Regions from separate parts of the Zea mays genome. Here region 2 is linked to region 1. Evidence: chromatin contacts called from public Hi-C data. All regions are on one chromosome and are shown on one strand. Each heading gives the region's core, a stretch centred on a gene start, on an enhancer-like site or on the middle of the called end of the contact. The rest is flanking DNA. Distances are from core to core; before and after follow the strand shown. Region 1 holds the start of LOC100383394 (putative FYVE zinc finger containing actin-binding-domain protein family). Region 2 has its middle 13 kb from the start of LOC100501214.

Region 1 (5,783 bases), core at 1,125-3,624:
TTCACCACAGTAACTATAGCAAGGCCTTTTGCTTGTCTAAGAATAGTATCAGGGATAGACTTCTCTGGTTTCAGTCTTCCCACCTGAAAAATCAGCAGCCCCACAGCCAGAGTAACATCATTTCCAGTATTTCATAAGAATACAATGACTAAGTAATTTCCAAATAATAAAATTCCCCAGAACAACTAAGTTGAGCTTAAATAATCTAGAGTTACTAAAATGCAGATTGGGGAACTACAAGCAGTTATTTACTTAAGAAATTGATTTTTTTTACAGATGCCTACGCATTTTTTCTTTTGCCTAGGTTCATTTCAGTGATTAGAATCACATATCCAGACTGTATTGTATTATTGCACTAGAAAAAAATAATTTGCCAGTGTTCCATGTCATCTTTTACCCACACGACTCAATTTGTCCAAATGTTCATCCAACTAATTACTATACAAACAGAAAACAACAACATTTGATGACTTGTGAAACACATTTCCCTACATGATTTCATGACATCAGTTTATCAACACCAGTGTAGGATTGCTATATTTGTTGTAGTGTTATCATTATCAAGCATATTAGTGTTTTCCTGTTTGGTGCGAAATATTGGTCGGCACTACTCTTTAACACAATAACATTTGATAAGAATACAGAAGACTACATGAAAATGAAAGCAGCCAAAAAAGAAGACAACGATAAAGGCTATCGTAATAGAACTAGTCAATAATTAAGGAGTATAAAAAGGCATACCTTACAGTAACTACGTAAAGAATTTGCAGCCTTGTATATCTCATATTCCATTGTGTGTGACCAAGGGAAATTCAGCCATGACCTCAAGGTACTCAGGTCTGTGACATCCCGAGTTGGAAGTTGTGAGGCCCGACTAATCTGATTCATCAATTGAGGTTGGATACTCTCTAGACGTACTCCGCAGACATCACAAACCCTCTGAGGATCTGCAGTCCTAAATTTTGGAGGCATCAAGCTTCTGCCATTTGAACAGCCATTGCAGAATACTCCACCACAGAAACGACAATGATGGCGAGAGCACATTATTGGATGAAATCGCACGCCACAGAGCATGCAAGAGGTGGCAGCACTGTCAGGCAACCACTTAGTTGGCTCTGTCTCAAGAAGCTCATTCGCAATACCAGTGTTTGCATCCACAAGTGTTTGTGCCATATCCTTCCAAGCCTCTTGTAGAAAGAAGTTGGACACTGTCGACATCCCACATCTCCCATACTCATATTTTGCAGCAGATATCACCTTATCTTTTGCTGCGACAGCCATATCAGCAAAAACATCCCACATTGTCATCTCCTTATTGTCTTCATCCAGCTCCCAGCTGAACTCTTCTTCCGGGAAGTGCCCACCATTGCAACGAAACCCTCTGTGCCAATCCTCGCTGGCCAGCGCTGTCATAGGCGGGACAGAAACAGGGACCCAGATGCCGGTATGATCATGAAGCAGGTTCAAGACATTTACAGGTTCCGACTCTACAGAAGTTTCGGTTGTTTCAGTGTTGCATCCTTTAGCAATGGGAGTGCAGTTAGTATCAAGGCTGTTGGCCATGTCGTTTTTGGTTGGTGACTCCTCTGCCTCTTGGTCAAATATGTGGAGTCCCTATATCAGGAAAGCAAAATTGAGTTATGGCAGAAACTCAGCCTGGGAAGACCTAAAAAGACCATAACTAGTGCACTCCTATCAACAAGGCTCCAGCCACATGCTTAAGGCAAATCCTAGAAAAAGCAATTTTAGATTTCTCCACAGCACAAGCCACACGCGCCCTTGAGAACTTGAAACTTTTGGCCCATCGCTTAGCCCTAATCATCAATTCGAGCATCCTAAGTTCGCACCAAGCAGCGCACCACATGCTCCCGGAATTCCCCAATTTAGGAACCGAATCAGTAAATCAGTTCTACACGCTCCTCAGCGAAACCAACTTAGCTGAAGGACGCGTACACGCAACCAGACTTAACAGGGACGAAACGGGCAGAGAGAGCGGAGGGGGGGGGGGGGGGGGGGGGAGCTTACCGCCAAGCCTTCGACACGTCCGCCGCCGCCGCAGTCGTCGTTATCGTCGTCCCACCTCGCCGGCGAGCCACCAGCACCGACCACGACGGAGCGGCTGCCCGCGGGCCGCGGCGGGTCAATCGGGCGGTGGAGCCGCTCGGTTCCGGCCATGGGCCACTCGGTTGGGTCGATTCACCAGCGATCAAGCGGAGCAATCCGGGAATCTAGCTTCTGTTTCTGGTAAAAGATACACCTTTTTCTGTTGCCACGGATTGTAGTTTGGGACGGAGTTGATTGGAGTTGGAAGGGATGGATCAACGGATGTGGAGAGCGAGACGACAGACGATAGAACGAGTTGAGCAGAGTTTTCTGGGAATTTAATTGGAGACATAATCCTGGGTCTGTTTGCCTTTAACGACACATAGCTGTGTTTCAGTGTGTGGCCGTATGGGTGCGGATGTGGGATTTTGGGCTGAGTTCTGACTAAAACTAGCCAAATTGATCGGACGTAGCAAAGGGAGGTAAAGTGAGTGTTTGGTAGGAAATACTTTTTAGACTATCTACATCAATGTCATCTATATATATCCTCTATATCCGTCATTTACAGTCTTTTTTAAAAGATTCTATCTCCTATATCTATTTTCTCTCCAACAACGTCCTCTAAACCACGTCCTCTATATGTAAATACCTATATTAAAAATATTTTTTAATTTTTATTTTTTGTACATACGTATTTGTCATACTCTTAAATGTATTGTACATATTTTAGTTTTACTAAATCGGTTGTTTAAAGTATTCAAATAGATAGAGACCCGTTTAGAGAAACTCTATATATAGAGGACGTTGCTGGAGGGAGTAGATGATGTCCTCGTTCTCTAAATTTAGAGTACATGACCCTTTAGAGCTCCTTGTTGGAGCTAGTCTTAGTCTCTTTATTTTATACTAGTAACTCCCTCGCGCCTCGCGTGAGTATGTGAACAATAAGTTTATATAGTTGAATCGAAGTGTTTACATGGTCCAAGGAGTGTTACTCCAAATAATAGAAACATGTGTAGCAATATATATCGATACCTTCACACAGTAATAATAGAATTATCTAAAAACGTGGCATAGATAGATAGATAGCTCAACTGCTTGGGGTGTACCCATAACTTTCTTCGTCACATAACAGCCACAGGAAAGAGACATTTTTCTTGATTGTCCTAAGAGTTGTTTTTCCCAATCACCACACACAGAGAGTAAAGTAATGTCAGCTGATATGTCCGAACCAAATTTATGGCAAAACAGGAGACCAACTATTAATTGCGCATGAATTAGAAAATTAGATATTAAGATTCAATGTTCTCAAGTATGTGTTGTTTGTGGCTTAGGTTTGAATGCACATTTATAAAATCATTGAAACCCCACAACTGGAGGTCTACCATCTCTATTGTCATTATATTTGAATCTATGGAATAATATAGTACTAACTGTCGGGTACCGTAATTAGGGGTACCCCCAATGCTCCTTAACCTGGCTGGAAAATATCCTCAAAACAGACCGTAAAGACTGATAGGCACGGTTCAAGTCAAGGCCTCGTCTACCAAGGGACACTATCTCATCCGAGCCTAGCCTCGGGCAAGAACAGTAGTCCCGGATGGATCCACGCCTCGCCCGAGGGCCTCCTCAGGCAGTGGGCGCACCCTCGGCTCGCTCGAAGCCAAGCTCGGGCAAACTTTGTCGTGCAGCGACCTCGGCCAAATCGCCTTACCAACCGACCGTATCGGATGCGCATTTAATGCGGGGATCGCCTGACACCTTATCCTGACACGCGCGCCTCAGTCGGCAAGGTCGAAGTGACCGCAGTCACTTCACCCCTTTACTGATCGTTCTGACAGGAAAACAACACTATTCACCCCGTTCCGACTACTATGCCAACCACCAGGGTAAAACCAACGGCAGTAAGTCACGACCTCCCCCGAGTTCAGCCTCGGGCGCAACAGGGAGCTCCGCCTCGCCCGAACTCGGGCCTCGGCCTCAGCCTCGGCCTCGGGAGGAGTCACAACCTCGCCCGACCTCAGCCTCGGCCTCAGGAGAAGTCTCCGCCTCGCCCGACCTCGGCCTCGGACCGACTACGCCACTGGGGATATATCATTACCCTACCCCTAGCTAGCTGCCTCAGGCTACGAAGGAACAAGACCGGTGTCCCATCTAGATTACTCCGGTAACAGGTAATGATGGTTCCCCGCGTGCGTCCATGACGTCGATGGTTCTCAGCTCCCTACGGAAGCAAGGAAACGTCAGCAGGATCCATGCCGCACCGCCAGCTGCGCTTCTATAAGGATCAAGCACTTCTCCGACGGCCACGTTAGCACGTACAGAGGGCTCAAGCACTTCTCCACCGGCCACGTTAGCACATAGCTACACCCCCATTGTACATCTGAACCATCTCCTTGTATCTATAAAAGGGGATGTCCAGGGTCTTCCTAAGGGGGGAGAGGGGCGAGCAGAGGCAGGCAGAGTGGGAGAAACGCAGAGGAGGCTAACTCATACAACTCACCTCAGGGCCGGACCCTCTCTCCCTCTCTCGCGCGACACTTGTAACCCCTACTATGAGCACCCCGGTGCAAGATAATATAAGCCTCATCCTCCCTCTTGTATTCATTCTTGCATCAACCCATCTGGGCAGGGACACACAGCGACAAATTCACTAGTCGGTTGAGGGTCCTCGCGGGTTCGAAACGCCGATAGTTGGCGCGCCAGGTAGGGGCCTGCTGCGTGTTGACAAATAATTTCCCGTTGAGTTCCAGATGGACAGTCTTCAGCAGCCTCTTCAGCCCGGGACGGTGCTCCGCTTCGGGAGTCTCGAGTTCATGTCCCACGACGGCAGCTACAACATGGTACTCCTCCCCTCGCAGCACGACAACAACGACGGTCGTCGGCTCGCCCGGCGGCGGCGAACTCGACGACGGCATCTCCCCGCGGCAGAAGAGGGACATCCGGGTTTGCCCTGCCACCCTCCTCGCCGGAGGAGGAGAAGACGGAGCAACCGTGGCCAGGCACGAGGCGGCACTTCGTCGGCTGTCGGACCAGAGCGAGCCGACGACGCCGGCACCCCTGCGGGGGACATGTCGGGTGTTGTCCTCGCACCTGAGACAACGATGGGTATCGCTTCCTAGCAACATGCCAACCCCAAGCGGACTGATGACACCGACACCCTCGCGAGGGACTTGTCGGACATTTGTCTCGCACCTGAGATAACGACGCACTCTGTCCCCGATGCGACTTCACCACCGTCCATCTACCAGGAGGTAACATCAGTTTTCCACCCTGTTCCCTTTAGATTCAGCTTCGATCCACCAAGCGACCCCGCTTCGGTGAGCGCTTACGCAAGGGCATATCGTGACCTTCCAGGGTACCATATGTGGTCAACCTAGGACCGACTGACGGTCGTCTCAACCTACGGACCCACGGGTTCCGAGGAAGACGACGACCCCGACTTCAGTTGGGATTTCTTCGGACTTAGTGATCCCAATGCCATGCGAGACTTCATGTCCGCATGTGACTACTGCCTCTCCGGTTGCTCTGACGATGGCCACAGCCTTGACAACGAGGGTTACGACCCAAGTCGCGAGTGTTTCCACATCGATCAGGGGGATCACGACGAAGACGACCGCCTCGGCATGCCAGAGAACAACGACGCCCCTGCGCCTGCGTCTCGCGTTGAGATCCCGCGGGAGCTAGCTGTGGTCCGAGTCCCTGCGGGGGGGTCAGGACACACAGCTCGAGCAACTCCGCGA
Region 2 (5,783 bases), core at 2,040-4,539, 230 kb after region 1:
ACCCCCTAGATCGACGTGGAAGCATTCACGACTTGGGCCACAGTCCTCGTCGTCGAGGCTGTGGCTGCTATCGAAGCAATCGGAGAGGCAGTAGTCACATGCGGTCATAAAGTCCCGCATGGCACTGGGGTTATCGAGCCCGGAGAAATCCCAACCAGAGTCGGGTTCGTCATCTTCCTCGGAACCCAGAGGCCCGTAGGTCGAGACGGCCGTCAGTCGGTCCCAGGGTGACCGCATATGATACCCTGGAGGGTTTGGACATGCCTTTATGAAAGCGTCCACCAAAGCGGGGTCGCTTGGTGGGTCGCAGCTGAATCTAAAAGGCATGGAACGGAAAACGGACGGTACCTCTTGATCGACGGGTGGTGACGAAGTCGCGTCGGGGACGGACTGCGCCGTTGTCTCAGGTACGAGGTTGACGCCCAGCAAGCCCTTCGCGAGCGTGCTGGCGTCGTCCGTCTGCTTGGGGTTGGCGTGTTGCGGGGAAATGGTGCTCGTCTTCGTCTCAGACGCGAGGTCGACGTCCGACGTGTCCCCCGTTGGGGCACCGGCGTCGTCGACTCGCTCGACAGCCGACGAGGTGCCGCCTCCTGCTTGGCCATGCCTGCCCCGCCTCCTCCTCCGTCGGCGGGGAAGGTGACGGGACAGACCCGGATGTTGCTCTTCCGCCACGTGGGGAAGACGTCGTCGATTCCGCCGCCGGCGGGCGGGCTCACGGCCGCCATTGTCGTTGTCGCGCGGCGGGGGAAGGAGTATCATGTCGTAGCTGCCGTCGAGGGACATGAACTCAAGACTCCCGAAACGAAGCATCGTCCCGGGTTGGAGAGGTTGCTGGAGACTACCCATCTGGAGCTTGACGGGAAGCTGTTCATCAACACGCAGCAGTCCCCTACCCGGCACGCCAACTGTCGGCGTTTCGACCCCGGGGGGTCCCTGGACCGACGAGTGAATTGTCGCCGCGTGTCCCAGCCCAGATGGGTCGGCGCGAGACGGAGCACGAAGGGGGGAAGAAACAGGCAAAGGGGAAACCCGCGGCCTTCGTGTTGTCCTGCGCCCAGGTCGGGTGCGCTTGCAGTAGGGGGTTACAAGCGTCCACGAGGGAGAGAGATAGAGACTGTCCGGCAGCCCGTTCTCCCGCGTGGCCAACCTTCTCGTACGAGAGCCCTGTACCTTCCTTTTATAGGCGTAAGGAGAGGGTCCAGGTGTACAATTGGGGGTGTAGCAGTGTGCTAACGTGTCTAGCAGAGAGGAGCTAGAGCCCTAAGTACATGCCGTCGTGGCAGTCGGAGAGGTTTTGGCACCCTGTTCATGTGATGTCGTGGCCGTCGGAGGAGCGCTTGGGCCCTGTGGAAGGACAGCTGTCGGAGTTGTCGAATCCTTGCTGACGTCTCCTTGCTTCCGTAAGGGGCTGAGAGCCGCCGTCGTCATGGAGCACCCGGGGCGCCATCATTACTTGTTTACCGGGGCGAGCCAGATGGGACGCCGGTCTTGTTCCCCGTAGCGTGAGCTAGCTAGGGGTAGGGTAATGATGGCCCTCCCTGTGACGTGGTCGGTCCGAGCTCGAGGTCGGGCGAGGCGGAGGCTCCTCCGAGGTCGAGGTCGAGTCTGGGCCCGAGGATCGGGCGAGGCGGAGACCGTCGTCCGTGGTCGAGGCTGAGTCCGAGCCCTGGGGTCGGGCAAGGCGGAGACAGTCGTCCAAGGTCGAGGCTGAGTCCGAGCCCTGGGGTCGAGCGAGGCGGAGTCCGTTTTCCGAGGTCGAGGCTGAGTCCGAGCCCTGGGGTCAGGCGAGGCGGAGTCCGTCTTCCGAGGTCGAGGCTGAGTCCGAGCCCTAGGGTCGGGCGAGGCGGAGTCCGTCTTCCGACGTCAAGTTTGAGCCCGAGCCCTAGGGTCGGGCGAGGCGGAGCTTCCTATGGCGCCCGAGGCTGGACTTAGCTGCTGTCAGCCTCACTCTGTCGAGTGGCACAACAGTCGGAGCGGCGCAGGCGGCGCTGTTTTCCTGTCAGGTCGGTCAGTGGAGCGGTGAAGTGACTGCGGTCACTTCGGCTCTGTCGACTGAAGAGCGCGCGTCAGGATAAGGTGTCAGGCGATCCTTGCATTAAATGCTCCTGCGATACGGTAGGTTGGCGTGACGATCTGGCCAAGGTTGCTTCTCCGCGAAGACTGGGCCTTGGGCGAGCCGAAGGTGTGTCCGTTGCTTGAGGGGATCCTCGGGCGAGACGTGAATCCTCCGGGGTCGGCTGCCTTTGCCCGAGGCTGGGCTCGGGCGAGGCGAGATCGTGTCCCTTGAGTGGACTGAGCCTTGACCTTAATCGCGCTCATCAGGCATTTGCAGCTTTGTGCTGATGGGGGTTACCAGCTGAGATTAGGAGTCTTGGAGGTACCCCTAATTATGGTCCCCGACACTATTACATGAAAACGTCGTCGTGTGTAAGTTTAACGGGTCTTCACAGGAAGCGGGGGATGATGAATGCTTTCCTATCCTTATTCCCGTTTTTACCCACCGAATGGAGAATTTTACCGATTTATATCATCGTCGGGAAAAAAACTTCACCATCTGAATCATCTAAGGGCTTCTTCGGTTAGAGATGTATTGATCTCCTCTCAATCCACTCTTAAACGAACAAGCTCTAAAGACTGGTTTGGTGAACAGAAAAATTGAAAGAATCCATAGAGAATTAAATAGCAAGAGGATTTCTCCCCATCAATCACTTCATTTCTCTCCTCTATGGGACGCGCCCAGCAGCTGCGGCGCTCCGCACCGGTCAGTTTCCAGCGCCCACGCACTAGCGAAACGGGTAATTAAAGCAGAAATAATGACGCGTCAGGGCCAACGTGCTAGGGATAAAGGTAGAATAAGCTGTTTTTTTTTCTAGCTTTATCTTCTTCCATCTCTTCGTGAGAGCAGAAAATAAAGAGTTCCGTCTATACAACTGTTTGCAAGACAGTACTATCTAGTAGTAAAAAGAAAAGAAAAAGAAACAACTTAAAACAGCTCGTAGAACTGTTGATAAAGCTGCTATGCCAAAATAGCTAGACATATCCTGGTTACAGTATAAACAAACAGATACCGTTACGCTCGCTGCAGATCGAGCAGTGCAGCGGGTCTAGCTTTTGCGCATATATAACAACCTTCACACCAAACAGGAAACGTTTTAAAAAGGCGTATGAATCTTGCAATTTGGTCACTGTTCTTTCCGCTTTTGCTTTTTTACTTGTCACTGACGGTCCATCTACCCTCTCTCTCTTTCCCTTTTGCTAGCAAAAGTGCAGCACGCGTGAGTGAAGAAGCATCTGCTGAGCCTGAGCGGCCAGCCAAAGGACAGGATCAACATAAGCTGCACACGCGCGGTGAATAATAATATTACTGGCGGGACGTCGCATCGCATCTTTTCACGGCACGGTTAAGTTTCCAGTTACACTGTGTTAGGCTATCCGTACTCATACTACTCTAAATTTCTACCCTAAAAAGAATATTCTGTCCTGATCAGCACTCTATACCACAATCCTCCGTACTCATATTTACTCTATATTCCAACCCTATACCAACTACCGTATATTATATTATATTTTTTCCCACTCCGCGTGCATGCATGTGCTGTGAACGGCCGTGTGCATGCATGTGGGCCCGCCTCCCCACCTCCGTGTGCATGAATGCATCTGCCTCCGCCGGCTGCTTGCTTGCATGCCTCGTTTAGCGCATGTGCGTCCGAACTCTGCATTTGCAGCTCGATCACGCGTAGAGTCTAGCACCCAGTCACCCGCTGCAGGTGTTTCTTTACGCTATATGGGATAGAGTCCAGCACCCAGTCCTCCACTGCGGGCAGCCTTAGTCCGTGGGACTGTGGGAGTGGCGTGGACGGCGCTCGCGCGAGTAAAATCAGTTAAGATTCTGAGTTTTTGTGTGATTTGTTAGCTAAATATATGGAATTAATTCGGAAATTAGCTTTTAACGGGTCCAGACCTCCTCTTTATATATATATATATATATATATGAAGGGCTACAGCCGGTTGGAACACTAATAATCGATCAATCAATCAATACACATCTATTTCTTTATATTTTGCTCTAGAAGGAGACAGTAAATTAGATCATCTCTCTAAATCTTCACCTCTCTCTGGCTCTATGTCGATTAGAGACGTTTTGGGTGGCCTGCCGATCTCAAGACAAAGACTAGAATCTCTCCTCTCGTCCGCATCTCTGTAGAGCACTAGTACACAGAAACTCTATAGTGACGATTGTGAACTTATTTTCATTGGTGTTTCTTAGAACCATCGGTATTAGGGGCCAGTAGAAATCATCATTTTTACAGACGGGTAACTGAGGATCGCTAGTTAAAATCGATTTCCACTGGGGGTCGACGTAATAAAACCGCTAGTGAAAATTATTTTTAGAAACGTTACATGGGTTTTAAAAACAGCAAAAAATATATTTGAGAGGACTCAGCCCAGATCACCCCACCCGCCAGTCTCCGTAGAAGTCGTAGGTTGTCGCATTTTTGCGGTTGTGTTAGGAATCGAACCGCCGACCTCACCCTCGTGCATACCCTACAATATCACTCCGCTTATGGCATGTTTTGTATTTAGTTTGTAGTTTTTTGTCTATATATCGCAACCTACTAAGTGTAAATTGCTTGTTTGAGACTGTAAACGGATTCAAATAAAAACATTATCAACTACAAAGTTGAATAACTTTTGAAGTTCTACAACTTTCATTTTGACACTTTTTTCATCCGAGGTCGTTTGCAAAATTTAAATTTTAAATTTGACATAATTAGTCATTTGCAAAATTTGAGTTTTAAATTTGACATAATTAGATTCAATTTTTAGTACCGAAATGAGTTTAAATAAAAAAAGTTGTCAACTACAAAGTTTCATAGCTTTTAGAGACCTACAACTTTTATTTTGGTGGTTTCATCGTACGAGATCGTTTGAAAATTTCGAAAAATTAAGGATAAAAATAATTTCTAGTGGCGGTTTTTTAAGAAAACCTTCAGTAAAAATCAATTTGTACAGACGGTTCCTTAAGAAAACCGTCACTAGAAATCATGGATTTTTACAGGCGGTTTTCTTAATAAGGTGTACAAATACGATTTCTAGTACGTGACGGTTTTCTTAAGGAACCGCCACTAAAAATAGCACAGACGGTTAATAACCAAATCCGTATGTAAAAATAGCACAGGCGGTTAATAACCAAATCCGTATGTAAAAATATATTGCCCTGCAGGCTTTGAGTCTTTTTGTATTAGTGGAGAGCACCGTCCCGGTTCTCATCGCAGTAATTGGCGTCCGGATCGGTAAATCATTGCAAAACATTGCAGTACAAAACATTGCAAAACAAGTGGTTTAGGTGACAAAGTGCTGCTGGACACGGTCTCACTGGTCTGAGATGAGCAACGAGTCTTTAAGCATGGATGCATGAGCGATTGGCGTCTTGATGCCAACACACTGTCGGGTAGCTAGCTATAATTCATCCTGCTACCCTTATATTTATATTTAAACTCTATTTCACGAATAGTGCAGTATACAGTACAAAATATTACAAAACAAGTGTTTTTGGTGACAAAGTGCTGCTGGACATGGTCTCACTGGTCTAAGATGAGCAGCGAGTCTTTAAGCATGGATGCATGCGCGATTGGCGCCCGGCCGCGCGGTAAAGAAAGCGATGCTTATGCGATGGAATGGATCGAGCCGCTCAGCCGCGAGAGAGAGACAAGGCAAGGGTCTGCGTCACATTAACATACTAGATAACAAGCAGGGCGCCACTAATTAACGGGGAGGAGGAA

What was found. A called contact is a pair of places that touch in the nucleus more often than the background predicts.
Region 2: a Hi-C map of leaf shows a contact between it and region 1, with 5 times the contacts expected there. The contact joins the enhancer-like site here to the promoter of LOC100383394 in region 1. A contact is called at or near these places in 3 of 25 Hi-C or Micro-C datasets (ear, endosperm and leaf).

The regions. Positions count from the first base shown.
Region 1 is chr5:150,810,158-150,815,940 of Zm-B73-REFERENCE-NAM-5.0, forward strand. LOC100383394 (putative FYVE zinc finger containing actin-binding-domain protein family) reads right to left here and starts at 2,375. Exons shown (of 5, transcript NM_001176049.1): 1 at 2,026-2,375; 2 at 742-1,614; 3 at 1-83. The coding sequence starts at 2,175.
Region 2 is chr5:151,043,047-151,048,829 of Zm-B73-REFERENCE-NAM-5.0, forward strand. No RefSeq gene overlaps it. Among protein-coding and RNA genes, the nearest start is that of LOC100501214, 13 kb to the right of the region's middle. Within about 2 kb of position 3,290, at least 12 of the 20 cell types and tissues checked have an H3K27ac peak or open chromatin away from gene starts, as enhancers often do. A contact at or near this core is called in ear and leaf, where this site is marked.